Regions from separate parts of the Mus musculus genome. Here region 1 is linked to region 2. The links are chromatin contacts, called in public promoter capture Hi-C maps. All regions are on one chromosome and are shown on one strand. The core of a region is the stretch at or near the end of the contact, and the rest is flanking DNA. Distances in the headings are between cores, read along the strand shown. Region 1 holds the start of Pgam5 (phosphoglycerate mutase family member 5). Region 2 holds the start of Idua (iduronidase, alpha-L).

Evidence for each region. Capture Hi-C pulls out chosen DNA fragments and counts their contacts.
Region 1: a contact with region 2 is called in a promoter capture Hi-C map of liver, with 4 times the contacts expected there. The contact joins the promoter of Pgam5 here to the promoter of Idua in region 2. A contact is called at or near these places in 1 of 39 promoter capture datasets (pre-B cells), 2 of 115 datasets of contacts at active chromatin or transcription factors (astrocytes and kidney) and 1 of 9 other capture datasets (liver).

What each region holds. Positions count from the first base shown.
Region 1 is chr5:110,268,166-110,272,963 of GRCm38.p6, reverse strand. It overlaps Pgam5 (phosphoglycerate mutase family member 5), which reads left to right and starts at 3,065. Exons shown (of 6, transcript NM_001163538.1): 1 at 3,065-3,312. The coding sequence starts at 3,125.
Region 2 is chr5:108,658,919-108,663,996 of GRCm38.p6, reverse strand. Idua (iduronidase, alpha-L) reads right to left here and starts at 3,666. Exons shown (of 15, transcript NM_008325.4): 1 at 3,499-3,666. Dgkq (diacylglycerol kinase, theta) reads left to right here and starts at 3,167. Exons shown (of 23, transcript NM_199011.2): 1 at 3,167-3,554. The coding sequence starts at 3,302.

The DNA of each region.
Region 1 (4,798 bases), core at 1,816-4,315, 1.6 Mb before region 2:
ATTTTTATAAAGTCTTACATTGGAATTTTAATTTTTTTGAGTAAAGTTTTCACTAGGCAATCCTGCCCGGCCTAGAATTTGCTGTGTAGATTAGGGTGGCCTTGAATTCACAGAGATCCCCCTGCCTTTGACCCAAGAGTATGTGCATTAAAGGAGTATGTCATCATGGTCAGCCATATCCTGCGTCTTCGTCTTCCTCTAAAGTCCTGGACTTACAAGCATGTCTTTACCATGTCTGTCTTCTTTGCTTTAAAGTGGTGTGAATTCATATTTCTGGCATATCCCAGCCCACATCATTTAGCTCATTTCCTACATATTGGTTGACACAACTACGTATAGAGAAAGTCAGAATGTACTTTTCTAGTCTCCTCCACTCAGACATTATCATTGTGTTTACAAGTGGTTATATGAACGGGGAGCTGTTCTGGTAGGTAAGCCGATAATCTTTCCCTCATATTTAGCTCTAGATACTATGGCCAACAGTTCCTTTATTTTTAAAAGATTTCACTTATTTTTGTTTTATGTCTGCTTGAGATTATGTCTGTATACCATGTGTGTCCACTGCCCTTAGAGGCCAGAAGAGGGTTTTGGATCACCTGGAACTGGAGTCACAGACTGGTGCTGGAAATAAACTTGAGACCTCTGGAAGAGCAGCCAGTGCTCTTAACCACCTCTCTATTCTCCCCCAAGTCACCCTCTCTTTTTTGAGACAGGGTCTTATGTATTCCAGGCTAGTCTTGAACTCCAAGGATGCCCTTGAACTTGTGAATCTCCTATTTTCACTTCTCATTTGTTGGGATTACAGATGTGCTCCACTATACCTGATTTAGGCAATACTGAGGATGGGATTCAGGGCTTTGCATAAGCTAAACAAGCTCCCTACCGAATGACCTGTGTACCCAGTCTACCAATATCTATATATAAACCCATAAAGTGGTCCTTACAACTGCACTGTCACACGGTGTCACAATTCTGCATGTACCTCCCGCTTATTCTGTCCATTACGCCTTTTCCCTTACTTTGCAGTGATAAAGAGGAGTGCAGAAACAGAAGCAGTTTCCTGAGATGAAGCAACACATTTATTTGTTTACAAATTTAATGCTCAAAATAGCCACGTAAGCCAGGCTTGGTGGCAAGGGCCTTTCCCCCATCACTCAGGGGACAGAGGCAGGTGGATCTCTATGAGTTTGAGGCCAGTCTGGTCTATACAGCATGCCCCAAGGCATCCAAGTCTACACAGTATGATGGGACCCCCATCTCAGAGGAAGGAAAAAGAAAAAGAAAGAAAGACACAGAAAAGGACACCTAGTTCCAAGAGGACAGACTGTGGGAGTCCAAATAATTTAAGGTACCTAGAATACAAATCAGGGAGACCTACATCCCTGTGGGACAAAGAGGCAGTAAGGAAGCACTGTTAAAGAAGAACTATTCTGTAGCTGGGCGTGGTGTCGCACACCATTGATCCCAGCACTCGGGAGGCAGAGGCAGGCGGATTTCTGAGTTCAAGGCCAGCCTGGTCTACAAAGTGAGTTCCAGGACAGCCAGGGCTACACAGAGAAACCCTGTCTCAAAAAAACAAAACAAAATAAAATAAAAAAAAAAGAACTATACTGTAATTTTGTTACAGATTTTTGTTACACACACCCTATTGATGCTTCCTGTGAAAGATTAAAGCATCTAACAGGTCCTGCTCTGGTGCCTGGCTGAGGTCCTGTCAGGAAAGCAGCCTCTTAAGGACAACTAGCCACACTGCCCTCCTGGCAGCCAGTTTAGATATTGGGGCTCACTGGGCAGACACCTCTGCAGTCATATGGGCCACCAGAACCTCCGTGGAAGACTTGCTCCAGTCATGATCTGTCCAGACAGCCTCCACCGACACTGAGCAAGACAGCATGGTAGTGAACTCTGATGACCTTGCAATCGTCTCATCCAGGCCAGGGGGAGGCTCTCCCTTGGTGGCTCTGCAGAAAACCTGCGATTGATTCAAACGTGCATGAAGGACTGCCAGGATTGGGGCTAAGACCCTTGCCATAACACCCTTTTCTCTTTATATATAAGCCGACTGAAACTCACGTTTCAGTCAGTGTGAAATACAGCCTCTGTATCCTTTTTTTTTTTGGTATGTCAGGCCTTAGAGGGTTTTTGTAAAAAAAATTTAATTTATTTTTATCAATAGTAGGGTAGGCTGAGCTAGGAACACCAAAAGGCTGAGGCTAGAGAGAATAGAGAGCTGAGGTGAAAGAAGGCTGTGGAAAAAACAGATCCTGTTGCTAAGACTTTTAGGGAGCTGTCTAGCCAAAGGACCGCCTTAGCCATTGTGGAAGGCCAAGGGTTCTGAGAATGTCTGAGGTTAGAGGTTCATTCAGGAGCAGTAATATTACCAAATGCCTGCTGCTGTTCATTGTTGCTCAAAGATGAAAATTATAACAGCTGCCAAGTGCTGGGCCGCTTGGTAGTTAAAGCCCAAGCCTGGAGCTGTAAGTCCGTGGGCCTGCCAGTCTAGTCCCTAGGCCTTGGGTACAATGGCCCTGGAAGAGCAGGTGGACACCTTTCCTACACAGAAGGACCCGGTCAATTGGTCAAAAGCAACTAGAGCGGTAAAACTTGGAGGCGCGATGGTAGGTGCCAGGGACTAGGGGTGGGGAATGGAGGGTTGATAGTTGAATGAAGAAGGTTCTTAGGGAAAAAAATGGAAAGAATTCAGGAGGTGAAAGTTGAGAGTATGCATACACTTAAAGATTACAAATGAAAACATAAAAACTTCAAATTGAAGTGCCAAACTTGAGGTTTTTCAATTCATATAAACCCAGTGCCTGCAGGCAGATTTCTGAGTTCGAGGCCAGCCTGGTCTACAGAGTGAGTTCCAGGACAGCCAGGGCTACACTGAGAAACCCTGTCTCGAAAAACCAAAAAAATAAAATAAAATAAATAAATAAACCCCAGTGCCTGATTTCCACCCACTAAAGGGCAGGCATCTGCGCCTGCTACCCTGCGACCACCGGCAGGTGGCGCCCTGGGCCGCGTTTCCTGATTCGTCGGGGGGGGGGGAAGGGGCGGGACTTCCACCAGCCGGAAGCGGAAGTCTGCTCCTGGCGTCCCGCCGTCAGGTCGCGCGATTTGCGGCATGGCTTTCCGGCAGGCGCTTCAGCTGGCGGCCTGTGGTCTGGCCGGTGGCTCGGCCGCTGTTCTCTTCTCGGCGGTCGCGGTAGGGAAGCCGCGAGGTGGCGGGGATGCAGACACGCGCGCGACCGAGCCGCCGGCCTGGACAGGAGCGCGAGCCGGGCGCGGCGTCTGGGACACCAACTGGGACAGGTGCGGGGACGGGAGGTTTGGGCTCGGCCCTGCTTCCTCACCTCCATCCCGGGATGGCGGAGATCGGTGCTCTGAAGGGAAGGGGACGCTGCGTGCTAGTGGGTCTTGAGTTTGTGTGAATCGGTGGCAGTGCCTGGATGGCGCACCTCCCGAAGGTCTTCGCGCCTGGGCCACCCGTCTCTCTGAGGGACCTCTAACCGCCCGGACCCCATACTCGAAGAGTCCTTGTTCAGAGACAGTGCACCAGGTCTTTGTCCCAGGACCACCATCCTCTGTGGGCCTGAAATTCCAAAGGATTAAGTCTTACTCAGAGTCAGGGTCTTGATAGACAGCCAGGTTTGCCTCACAAATTCTCCTCCTGCAGCTTGGGGAAGATTGGGACTGCAAGCATGCTATCCCTTCAGAGGCCAGAGAACCCGTGCGTGAAGTAGAGCCAAGGGTTGGGTTACCCATGGAAGCCGGGTACAGTGGCATGTATAGCGAGTGGCATGCAGCTTTAATCCCAGCACTGGGAGTCAGAGGCAGGCAGAACTCTGAATTCTGGGCTATATAGAAACACCTTGTCTCAAAAAAAAAAAAAAAAAAAAAAGAAAGAAAGAAAAAAGAAATGACCTGATTTTAAATGTTTCATATTTGCTTGCTGTGTCTGCTTACGTGGATGGATTGGTACAGTGGCCTTGTTAGGTGGGGAAGGATGCATGACAGATGGATCAACAAGTGCCGGAAGGGACTAAAAGGGGCATATCCACTTGGTTTCTTTCTGGTATGCCTTCCTCTCTGACAGTCGTCTCCAAATTTTGTCTGGTCCAGCCCCACACACGGCCCTGTAGCTGCAGCAAGACTTTGGCCTGGTCTGTATATGGGACTAACACCCCAGGTTAGCCTGCTCAGATCATGCTTGAGCCGCCACCACCACCCTTTCCAGACCTTCCTCTTCCACCATTGTGTTAATTTGGGCAGCTCTGACTTGTCCTATTCCTGCCTCCTACATTTAACTGAGTAGCTTCAGTTTCTTCGGCTCCTACGTCCACTCCACTAACTACAGTCCTCAACATTGTGATGGCCACTACCCCAGTGACTGCTCAACACTTAAAGTGTGTTTAGTGTGACTTAGAAAAGAGCTCTATTTTTATTTGATTTAAAATTAATTATAGTAATCCCTCTGTATGGTGGGGGATTGGGTCCATGATCCCTGAACATATCAAACTCTGTGGATGTTCATGATAATGAAGTATTTACAGATAACCTAGGCATCTAGCTTATCCTCCTGTATACTTTAAATCATTCCTAGATTATTTATCACACTCAGTACAATAAAATTGCTACCTAAGTAGTTGTTAAAATATATAGCTTGAGGTTTTAAAAAAAAATCACATACAAAAAGGTCTGTTTAGTTCAGATGCAAACTTTTGAGTATTTTTTGATGCCCGGTTGATTGAATATTGAGTGTGGAATCTTGAGCTACGAAAGACCTAAGTATAGTTAG
Region 2 (5,078 bases), core at 2,417-4,916:
ACAGAAATCAATATTTGAATATACAAAGACAACCTTTACACGGTATACAAAAAGATTACAACAGCTGGTCCTTTCCAGTGGGCTCTGTCCTATACCACCTTCCCTGCTCATATTCTGTCATACAGAATCTCGAGTGCTCTCCCCCCCAAAAAAATGTTTAGTTTATACCTTTATTAGATGGTCGGCAGCCCAATTCCCAACAATTGTTCAGTCACAGCTGTGAATGGAAGTCCAAGGATTTAGCAGTTACTCAGTCTCACACAGCAAGCAGGCAAAGGAGCAAGAGCAAGAGCTAGACTCCCTTCTTCCAATGTCCTTATATTGTCTCCAGCAGAAGGTGTAGCCCAGATTAAAGGTGTGTCCCACCACACCTTTAATCCCAGATGAAAGGCGTAGCCCAGATTAAAGGTGTGTTCCTTAAACTCGGAGATTCAATCTTCTGGAATCCATAGCCACTATGGCTCAAGATCTTCAAACCAAGATCCAGATAAGGATCTCCAAGCCTCCAGATAAGGGTCACTGGTGAGCCTTCCAATTCCGGATTGTAGTTCATTCCAAATATTGTCAAGTTGACAACCAAGAATAGCCACTACAGATGGGCAATCTCTACTTTCTATATATCTTGCTTATATTATCTATATTTTCTCACTTTCTATGTGCTAGATTTGAGGCTTTGATCCTAGAAATATATACTCCTACCATGCCCAAATTGGCTAATTCCAGACAGAAAATGGAGTATCTCTGATATGAAGACCAACCACTTCAGAGCCCAGACTCACATAAAATGGGCATTCTTGTTCTAGAGCCCCAAGGAGGCGGACAGCAGAGCCTACCATGGAGCCCCAGTGAGTCGTGCAGGCCATCAATTCTATAGTTCCTGCCCTAACCACTTATCCCTTAGGAACCCCAGTCAAGGCTTAGGACACACAGCCCTGCTCTGTTCCAACCAAAACTAGGATTACCAGAGCCTGCTTGGCATGTCAGGCCTCTTTCCTAAGGAAGTGTAGCTTGTACATCCTTCCAGACAGCTGTCTGCATGGCTGCAGGCTACCTGACTAGAACCTGCCAGGACGTGAAAGTGGATGCTGGGCCAATGGCCAAGAGTTGGGAAAGCTGAAAAAGACCATGTGCCTTAGCATCTGGGAGAAGGTCAGTTTCTTAGCACCCTGAGCTGTTACGGGCATACACCACACTAGATATAGTCTGCAAAAAGACTAGCGAAGAGGAACAGAGGAACCCTAGAAAAACCACAGGTTCACAATGGCATCACTCACTAAGAAGCTAAAGAATCACTTTCCATGTGTGTGCCTGGTGGCCATAAAGGCCAGAAGATAATCTTGAAACTGGAGTTATAGAAGGTTTTAAGCTGTTGGGAGGTGGTGGCGCACCTTTAATCCCAGCACTTGGGAGGCAGAGGCAGGAGGATTTCTGAGTTCGAGGCCAGCCTGGTCTACAAAGTGAGTTCCAGGAAGAAGAAGGAGGAGGAGGAGGAGGAGGAGGAGGAGGAGGAGGAGGAGGAGGAGGAGGAGGAGGAGATGATGGAGGAGTGATTGGGAATCAAATCTGGATCTTTTGTAACAGAGCGAAACCCAAAAGTAGCTTATTCTACAGTTGAGCTGTTATTTCCTTATTAGTGATAAGAGGGGAAGTATTGCAAGATATTTAATCAAACTGTAAACCCTGAGACTGTGTTATTTACTGAACAAATCTTTTTTTAGTTATGATGTGGCTTAGCCCTTAGCACACATCTTTAATTCCAAACAATGAAGGTAAAGTTAGTTTATAGAAGGAAGCACCCATGTTTGAAAATGATGTCTGATTAAATGGCAAAGTGGTAAATCAGAGAATGATTTGACAGAATAGGACTGCCCACATCTCACAAGAAGAGAGAGGAAAGGAAAGCTATTTAAGAGAGAGCAGGAGAGAGGGGAGAGGAAGAGAGGAAGAGGGGAAGAGCAAGCAAGCAAGCAAACAATTTTACTGGGAGAGTTTTACAGAGAGAACAATTTAGGCATAGGTAAAGACAGAATGAGCCAGAGAATGAGAAGGAGTTAGAAGAGTAGAATAGATTGCTGGAGTTAGTTTGAGGTCAAGCAGGGCAAAAAGTCAGAGGCCGAGAGAGAAGCCATACTGAATCAGTCAGCTTGGAGAGGAATTTGAGCCAGATCAGCAGAGTTGAGCAGCCAGCAAGAGTTCATGAAGCATAAGAAAGGGTGAGCTTATTTGACAGTAAGTCTCAGAGACAAAAAACATTCTAGACCTAGTTTAGATTGTACTAGAAACTTCCAGGACTTGTTAAGAAGACTACTAAGGAAACTGAAGAGATGGCTCAGAGATTAAGAGCATTTGTTTTTTTGTAGAAGACCCTAGATCTATTTCTAGTACCTTCATGGCAGCTCAAAAACATCTGTAACTCCAGTTCCAGGAAATCCAGTTTTCTATTCTGACCTCCTCTGACACCAGGCACAGACAAAATGTAAGCAAATCAATCATACTGATAAAATAAAATAAATATATATTTTTTTAAAAGACAGAGCCTCTCTACATAGCCTCAGTTATCCTAGAACTCACTAGATAGACCAGGATGTCCTCATACACACAGAGCTCTCTCGTCGCTGTTTCCTTCCCTTGATGCACTCTGTGGCTACTGGGAATAGGCTAGAGGCCAGGAACTTTTTGGATCACCATTCCAGTAGTGTTTCCCCAACTCCAAAACAGAGTCGGCCTATAGAAGCAGGGCCCTTGAGGGCTGCTGACAATAGAGGCAGAATGACTCCTAGGTCCAAAGTCATAGGCATTGTCTGGACAACACAAAGCTATGGTTACTGTGGATGGCCTTCCCTTGCATGCAGGTACTCAAAGACCTGGGAACACAGTGGGAGAAAGTTTTGCCATGGTGTGTGTGAGGGTGTGTGTGTGTGTGTGTGTGCGCGCGCGCGCGCGCGCGTAGAATTAGGGGTTAAAGGAGCTTGTGGAAGTCCCACTGAATGTTTCCATATAGCTTCTCCTATGCTTATACGAGCAAAGGCCTCATATATCTAGTATCCTGTGTGGAGAATCTGGCGCTGGAGGTCAGAACAAATCCTCTTGGGCCACCATGCCCCTCTGTCTAGTCCAGAGGCCCCGCCTTTGGCAGGACGGCACCGCCCCTCAGGAGGCCCTCTCCAGTCTGGCCCCGCCCACGTGAGCCTGCGCGTTAGGTAGCGCAGTCGGAAGCCGGGAGCGGGCTCTGCCGAGGGCCCTCTCTACACCGCGGACCTGGCTTTATCGTGCGCTTGGAGCTGGGGCGCTCGGGTTGTGGATGGCGGCGGCAGCCGAGCCCGGTGCCCGGACCTGGCCGGGCAGTGGTTCCCCACGTCTTGGCAGCCCGGCCGGCAGTCCAGTGCTGGGCATCTCGGGCCGCACACGCCCGGGGTCAGGGCCGGAGCGGACTAGCAGAGCTATTGGCTCCGCAGCACCTGGCCACAGCTTTCGCAAGGTGACACTCACCAAGCCTACCTTCTGCCACCTCTGCTCGGACTTCATCTGGGGACTGGCTGGCTTCCTGTGCGATGGTGAGAGTCCACCCCGCGTCCTAAGGCCGCTCCCAGGAGCCGATGCCCTCCTTCCCGGGACACTGCCCTGACCTTTGAGACCTGTCCCTCTTGGCAGTGGGTGGGCACAGAGACAGACTCTGGTTTGAGTAGGACTTTCCTATGGAGGTGACACCCTGCTTTTAAGGTCAGGAAGGAGGGGTACCCTGGGTCTGGCCTCTCTTGACCTGAGATCTCAGGATTTCCTAGTGGGAGGTGGAGACCGAGTCGCCATAGTGCAGTGCTGTTGTTGTAATGCAAAGGCGCTGTAAGAGGCAAGGTGTGTGCTGAGGCAGTTGTTGGGCCTGGGCATAGAGATATGAAGGTAAGACTGAGACTTGGGGCAATGGGGCTCCCACTAGTGACCCGTGTCAGTGACTGGGGCAGCAGGAGTGGCTGGCTGTGGGTCCTGGGCATTCTTGTCCCGAGTGCATGCTGATGCACAGAGGGATTTAATGCTGCTCTGTTCAGGCTCAACTGCTTGGAGAGCTAGGCCCAGCCTTCTTTACAGTTGTGGCATGTCCCAGCACAGCTCCCACCCAGCTGCCAAGCCGGCTGGGCAGGACAGAGGATGGCACCTCTTTCTCAGCTCTCCAGGTAATTCCATGACTGCCCCTCTTTTTATTCTTACTCTTGTGAAGAGGCAGCTTCACAAGAAGCTGAGACCCAAATCTGTGGGGGACATCTGGGCCTTTGACAGTGTCACCTGACCAGGGTCCGAAGGTGGGAGCAATGAACCTGCCCTATTTGGGGAACACTAGTGTGCTCTGGGCAGGATCACTGAGGCCATAGCTCCTCACAGAGGCGTGTCTTCTGCTAGTGAGGATGGCAAGGTTGTCATGGGATCTCAGGGCTAGTAGTGACATAGGAGTGGTCACCTGTTTTTCTCTGTCCTATCTGCCCTCTTAAAATATCAGAGTCCCACTGAGATGGAGGCTGTGAGGTATACACTGACTTAGCTGCATATCTGAAGCTATGCCCCAGGCCGTACAAAGGTGGCCTAGGCAGGATGGTCCTCTGACTCACTTTATGGCTGAAAGTCATAGAAGGCATAGTTTGAAGTCTAAGTCTATTCTGGGAAGGTAAAGGTAGTGGAGGCAAACCCACAGATAGGAGGCTAGACCTAGGATCTCTGCAGAACTGAGAGATAATGAAAGTAGGATTTGAATCCAAGGAACCCCTCACAGATTTGACCCCTGAGCCTAGGTCTGTGGAATCAGGAAACCTAAGCAAACTCCTCATGTATAGCAGCCCAAGGTTCTGTTACCCAGAAGAGGGTGCAGAGCCCCTTCTAAGCAGCGTTGTTGTAGCTGTCCTCACAAGGGTATGGGCAGGAGCCTTCCACCTGCAGGAACATAAGACGGTCTCAGCCTACAGGGAAGGCAGCTGGCAAGACCTTTTGAGGTGGAGAAAATTGAGAGCCTGGGAAGATTCCTGTTAGGTCATTACTTAGTCATCCGCTTTTCTCCTAGCATCCTTCAAGCAGAGCATCCCATGGAAAACTTT